Linked DNA regions of Bos taurus: region 1 is linked to region 2. Evidence: chromatin contacts called from public Hi-C data. All regions are on one chromosome and are shown on one strand. The core of a region is the stretch at or near the end of the contact, and the rest is flanking DNA. Distances in the headings are between cores, read along the strand shown.

Region 1 (3,342 bases), core at 647-3,146, 140 kb before region 2:
TGTTCTAATTCCAACTCAACACCCACTTCCATAGCACTGTTAACAGCACTGTCTCTGCTTTTCAGTTAGTCGCTACTCCTTCATACCATTATTTATGATTACATATTTTCCAATCATATATACATACCCCCCCGGAATATACATACACATGTATTTCCAATTAATCCAAACATACATACACATCTATCTCCCCCCAAATATAAACACATATGTGTATATGCATACACATATATTTCAAATTAATCCAAATATACATACACATATCTCCCCCCAAATACACATAAAAATATATCTCAAATTAATGCTTACCAAAACTCACGCACACAAATAGTCTTTCAGAAGACACCCTACTATATAAAAATGCAACAATATTTACTTTCACTTGAGAAATATACTTACTTGTGCTTGAGAACAAATTTCACATTTTTGTAAGCAAAGGCTACCAAGTAAGTGCTTACTAGGGTCATCACACTATACAGAACAGCAGACTGAATAAGATCCATATGCCATATTCGCCAATATAACCCTGAATTAAGATAAAAGGGGTGGGGGAATACAAAAAGAAACAAAACATTACCACCCAGTTACAAAAACCTGCTGAGTTATTAATAATTATAGCTAAACCTGGTAAAATACAGCCCGGATTAGGGAATCCAATACAGTGTAAGAAGAACTAAGTGTGATATCCAGGAAAAAGTTAAGTCTCAACTGTTTCTGGTTCAGAATACTTGAAAAACATAACCTTCCTATAACTAGTCCATGATGAGATTTCTGCTGCTTCTAGAATGAGAACTCTGGCTCAAAAAAATCACGATTGAGACTTCAAATTTCATTCTTCAGGGTACTATTACATTAACTACAAGTCATTCCGAGACTCCACGTGTAGTCCCAAACCAGAGTTCACACGCTGACGTGGCTGTTATCTGAAATCAAGGCAATGCACAGTGCGGTCACTGAACCATGTTAATTGCACGCTGGGTTTTATGAAGTCGGGAGAGAAAATACATCTGGATTTGTCCAACAACACTGCAAAAATGTAGGAGAGAGGCAATTGACATTTGGGATCCCTAAACTCTAAAAACAACCTTGGCCAAGGCTGTAAAGTTTTTTCCATTCAAGTAAGAATTCTAGAATTGTCCTAACAGAATTATTAAAAAGTTTAAACACAGTAGAGCTTGGGGCCTTGGCAATGGTTCAACTTCTTTCGGAAAATAACCGGTTCTGTGTGAACCGGTTCTAAAGCTATATTTACAATTCAGTGCGAGTTGTTACAATTCTAACCTAATTTATGAGTTTCTCCAAAGTAAGTAAAAAGTTTAAGATCTCGTAACAGCAAAAGATAGTTATACGGGGCGAGGGGGTGGGGAAAGAACAGGCGATATGCCTGTTAGCATCACAAGATCTTAACCCGGGTGTTGGTTCAAAAACAGATTTGAGGCCGCCATCCCAGAACCAGTAACTCACAATCCGCAGACCTGAGGCCTGGGAATGAGCTAGCCTACTTTTACAACGTGCTACAATGACTTTCCTGGGATGCCACCCACCACGATTCCGGACAGATCACGGAGGCCCACAGAGGCTGCGTGCAGCCCCTGAGTCCAGGAGGAGCTGGGGGACAGCGCGGGTTCCGGCGCACGCCTAGCCCTCTGCACGGCCCTGCCACGTCCCCGCCCAGCCCAGCCCAGCCCAGCCCAGCCCGTCTCGCTCCAAGCGCTCACAGATGGGGATGGCGGACACAATGAAGGCGTTCCCGAAGAAAAGCGCCGAGGACTTGGCCGAGAGGTTGCGGCTGAAATCCTGCAGGAGCAGGTCCTCCTCGGACTGCTGCTTGGGGCCTCCTTTGGGAGCCATGGTGGAATCGGAGCCGCGGGACGCGCGCGGAACCTCGCGCAAAGCGGGGAAGAAGCCACTGTTACCGCCTCTACAGCCACCGTATCCGCTAACGACCAGTCAGCGCAGCGCGAGGAGGCGGGACCCGGCCTGGGCTTGGAACAAACATCCGCAGGATTGGCCAGTCTGGCGCCACTTTGTAGGTTTCTCCGGCGTGATTAGGCAAGCGGGCCAGACTTCCGGATTCCTAGCCGGCCACGTGATTCGTCACTTTCTAGGAGGAGGCCGGGACTTGTAGTTCAGTGGGCGATTGTAACAAAACTTTATTAACATTTATTTCAAAGATGCTGATAGACTCCTGCTTTCCAAACCCTGAAAATTCCAAAACATGAAGCTCTTCGTCTTATGGTCATTCATTCATGGAGAGTATGGTTTAACTGGCTCTGTGGGTACCCAGAAGCAGAAGATATTAAGAGATGACAAGAATAAAAAGAACTATGCAAAAGAGCTCTTAATGACCCAGATAACCACGATGGTGTGATCACTAACCTAGAGCCAGACATGCTGGAGTGCGAAGTCAAGTGGGCCTTAGGAAGCATCACTACCACTACTACAAAGCTAGTCGAGGTGATGGAATTCCAGCTGAGCTATTTCAAAGCCTAAAAGATGATGTTGTTAAATAAAGTGCCACACTGGAAATGCCAGGAAATTTGGAAAACTCAGCTGTGGCCACAGAATTGGAAAAGGTCAGTTTTCACTCCAATCCCAAAGAAAGACAATGCCAAAGAATGTTCAAACTACCACACGATTGCGCTTATTTCACATGCTAGCAAAGTAATGCTCAAAATTCTCCAAGCTAGGTTTAAACAGTACCTGAATGGAGAACTTCCAGATTTTCAAGTGGGATTTAGAAAAGGCAGAGGAACCAGAGATCAAATTGCCAACATCCGTTGGCTCATAGAAAAAGCAAGAAAATTTCAGAAAAACATCAACTACTTCTTCGTTGACTTTACTAAAGCCTTTGACTATGTTCAGTTCAGTTCCGTCATTCATCATTTTCGACTCTTTCTAAACCCCTGGACTGCAGTACACCAGGCTTTGCTGTCCATCACCAACTCCTGGAGCTTATTCAAACTCATGTCCACTGAGTCGGTGCTGCCATTCAATCATCTCATCCTCTGTCATCCCCTTCTCCTCCCACCTTCAATCTTTCCCAGCATCAGGGTCTTTTCTAGTGAGTCTGCTCTTCCATTCAGGTGGCGAAAGTATTGGAGTTTCAGCTTCAGCATCAGTCCTTCCAATGAATATTCAGGCCTGATTTCCTTCAGAATGAAATGGTTGGATCTCCTTGCTGTCCAAGGGACTCTCAAGAGTCTTCTCCAACATCACACTTCAAAAGCATCAATTCTTCAATGCTCAGGTATACATGACTACTGGAAACACCAAAGCTTTGACTAGATGGACCTTTGTTGGAAAAGTAATGTCTCTGCTTTTTAATATGCTGTCTAGGTT
Region 2 (3,216 bases), core at 628-3,127:
ATTTCCTTCTCCGTCCCCTGCATTGGCAGGCAGATTTTAAACCCCTGGACTAACTGGGAAGTCCTTCAGTACAATCTTTAAAGCTTGGAAATTCTTGTCTTTTACTTAGTAGTTTCTGAATTCTGTCCATAACATTCTCACCTTAAAGACCCTGGGGGAGCATATTGTTGTCACTGTGTCGTGTCTGACTCTTTATGACCCCATGGACTATAGCCTGCCAGGCTCCTCTGTCCATGGGACTTCCCAGGCAAGAATACTGGAGTGGGTTGCCATTTCCTTCTCCAGGAGATCTTCCTTACCCAGGGATTGAACTCGTGTCTCCTATATTGGCAGGCAGATTCTTTGCCACTGAGCCACCTAGTAAACCCAGGGTGCTAGGGGAGATACTACCCTTAATCTCTTCTTTGCTGGTGTGTCACTCAGTTTGGTTTATAACAATTTAAGTAAGGCTTGGAATTGTAGTATTTATTATTATCCCTTCTTATTTTTTAACAAACTTGATAAGGTTATATTAATACTGACTTTTTCAGCCCATAATGGCTCCAAGCTATGGAATTAAGTCACTTTAGATTTCAGGTCACAGGAGAGCAACTCTTTGGGAACTGTGTTCTTTTTCTACCACCTGATGGGGATACAGTCATGATTAATTTCCCTTGATTTTGACCAGGGCCTACTTTCTCCATAGTGAAGTGAAAGTCGCTCAGTCGTGTCCAACTCTTTGCGACCCCATGGACTATATAGTCCATGGAATTCTCCAGGCCAGAATACTGGAGTGGGTAGCCTTTCCCTTCTCCAGGGGATCTTCCCAACCCAGGGATCGAACCCAGGTCTCCCGCATTGTAGGCGGATTCTTTACCAGCTGAGCCACAAGGGAAGCCCAACTTTTTCCATATATAGTGATTATATAAATAGTGCTTCTTCCTCCACCGCTAAAGAAATATTCAATAGGTTGATTCACCATCCAGGATGTTTTACAATCCAGAAAATATGGCAAATTCGGGATATATGGCAAATATTTGAGAGGCGAGCACATGGTGCTACGAAAGCTCCATGAGGACAGAGAAGGTGTCTGGGCTGATCAGGACAGTAGTCTAAACCTCCACTTCGCCCTCAGCATGCAATCCGCACTCGAAAAAATATTTGTTGAATGAAAAGACAAGTCATCATGGTGTTTGTATCCTTTAAAACACACACCTCAACACCCCAAAAGTAAGTTTCCCTTCTGCAATGCTGCGAATGTTTCCCGTGAAACAGGAATGCCTGCAACCAGGTCGGGCAAGCGCTGGCCCCGGTGCGGTGCGGTGCGCGCCCGCCCGTCCGGAACGGGGCGGGCGACCCCGTCTGGCCGCAGAAGCCATAGCAGCCGATCACCTCATCTCGGGGTCGGCGGCTTCAGCGGCAGGAGGCCTCTGGTGAGGAGGCAAATAAACAAAGCCAACCGCACAAAAACGGGTTGTTCTGTTTCACATCCTCCCTCGGGTTTCCTCCGAACAAAGTGACCCTCCATCTGTCCGCAGGCAGGTGGAGCTCGCCCCACCCCCGCGGCGCGCACCTCCCCTCCTCACAGCTGCTCGACCCTAGATGCATGTAGACGCGGACCCTCCAGGACAGAGCAGGCGGCGAAAGGACACGCCTCCTCCAGGGAGCACGCGGCCCCGCACGCACACCTCTCGCGCGCCTCCTCGCGAGTGAGCGCGCACGCGCACGTGGGGCGGGCCGCCTTCCCGGCACCCACTGAGCTCCCAGTCCCCTCACCCCACCCCACCCCACCCCGCTGCTGCTCAGGCTCCGCCTCCGCGCCGGGGCTGCTGAGAGGAGGCGACCGGAAGCCACTTTAAAGCAGAGCTCGAGGTGACAGGCGAGCGAGCTGCTTCGGGAGTGCAGTCGCGGCTTTCTGCGCTCCCCGCGGCAGAATGGCCCGAGTGCCGCTCGCCGCTTCTCCAGCCTATGACCCCTAGACGCCGGAGCCCACCCTCCGCGCCCACCCCCTGGCGCGGACCCTGCCTGCGAACCGGCGTCGCCCGGCTCAGCTCCTGTGGTTAGTTCTCTCAGACAACCCGTTTCAGGTAAAGGACTCGGTTCTGAGGGGCCGACGAGGGACCCTCGCTGGGATGGTGGTCACGGAAGGGGGTGCCGGCCTTGCTGCCTGCTTTCACAGATCTGGGGTGATTGGTGTTTAGACTACCTTTTTGTACCGAATTCACTTGGATCCAGTCAATATCAGGATGGCATTGATTTACACTTTTAGTCACTTCGGGTCTCTAGCAGGTGTATAAATTGGAGTAAGACACTGGGTTTAGTCGAGGGCGCCGGCGGCTCCCCATTTCCCACTGTGTAAGGGAGGCTCGGGGGCGCGTCTATGCGGTCGTTCCTGCCGGGCAGACCCCTGGCGTTCTGAGGCGCACATCGCGGGGGAGAGCACGGCTGCTGAGGGGAGCCTTCCGGCAGACCCGCGTTACGGCTGCAGCCCAGAAGTTTGCAAGCTGTTTTCAGATTAACTTTAAAGTCCTCGCTTTCCTCCCCGCCAGCCCGAGAAACGCCCTTTGCGTTTCCTCCGCTCTGCTCAGGTCGGTCCTCCGAGCCTCGCAGGACAATCTTCTCGGGAAGGTCGGTCAAGGAAAGAAAGAAATTGAGGCGCCGCGAGTGGCTTCTGGAAAGGGGAGGGCAGCCGGGGCGGGGGGTCGCTGGGGGGTGGGAGGAGGCTGGCCCGGGGGTATAGGAGCAGGAGTGGGTGGGATCCTCGGGAACACCAGAGATCTGGCCGCGAATCGGCGTCGCCGGGCACAGTTCGTGCGGTCCCGGGCGCCGAGCTGCGCAAACCGCCGCGGCCGGCAGGAGGCGTCCCTCGGACCCCCGGCCGAGATCCGAGCCCAGACGGAGTCATGAGTCGGGAGCGGGGCGGTTTCCCCGACGGTGGTGGGGTGCAGAATGCCTGAGAACTGGGCCATCACCCGGGGGTATCGTGAGGTGAATGGTGAAGCTGTAGGTCGCTGGCAGAGGGACTGGAGGAAGTGTCCTTCCAATCTTTTTTTTTTTTTCTGTTATGCAAACTAATTGAGGAACTAGGTTCTAGTGACTTCCTCACTCCAGCCACTCCTCCAGTTCTCTGCCTCTTTCTCGGTTTTATTTCTGAGTTTGACAGAGGGCAAAAATAGGAAAAGTTGTGGCGTGTGTGTGCCCTCGTATAAATAAACTGGGTTTCGTGTCTGTTTTGCC

What was found. Hi-C and Micro-C count contacts between places; a contact is called where the count stands out from the background.
Region 1: a Hi-C map of liver shows a contact between it and region 2, with 4 times the contacts expected there. The contact joins the promoter of SSR3 here to the promoter of TIPARP in region 2. A contact is called at or near these places in 4 of 11 Hi-C or Micro-C datasets (blastocyst, liver, skin fibroblasts and 1 more).

What each region holds. Positions count from the first base shown.
Region 1 is chr1:111,094,355-111,097,696 of ARS-UCD2.0, reverse strand. It overlaps SSR3 (signal sequence receptor subunit 3), which reads right to left and starts at 1,896. Exons shown (of 5, transcript NM_001077044.2): 1 at 1,719-1,896; 2 at 400-526. The coding sequence starts at 1,851.
Region 2 is chr1:110,954,552-110,957,767 of ARS-UCD2.0, reverse strand. It overlaps TIPARP (TCDD inducible poly(ADP-ribose) polymerase), which reads left to right and starts at 1,877. Exons shown (of 6, transcript NM_001206048.1): 1 at 1,877-2,066.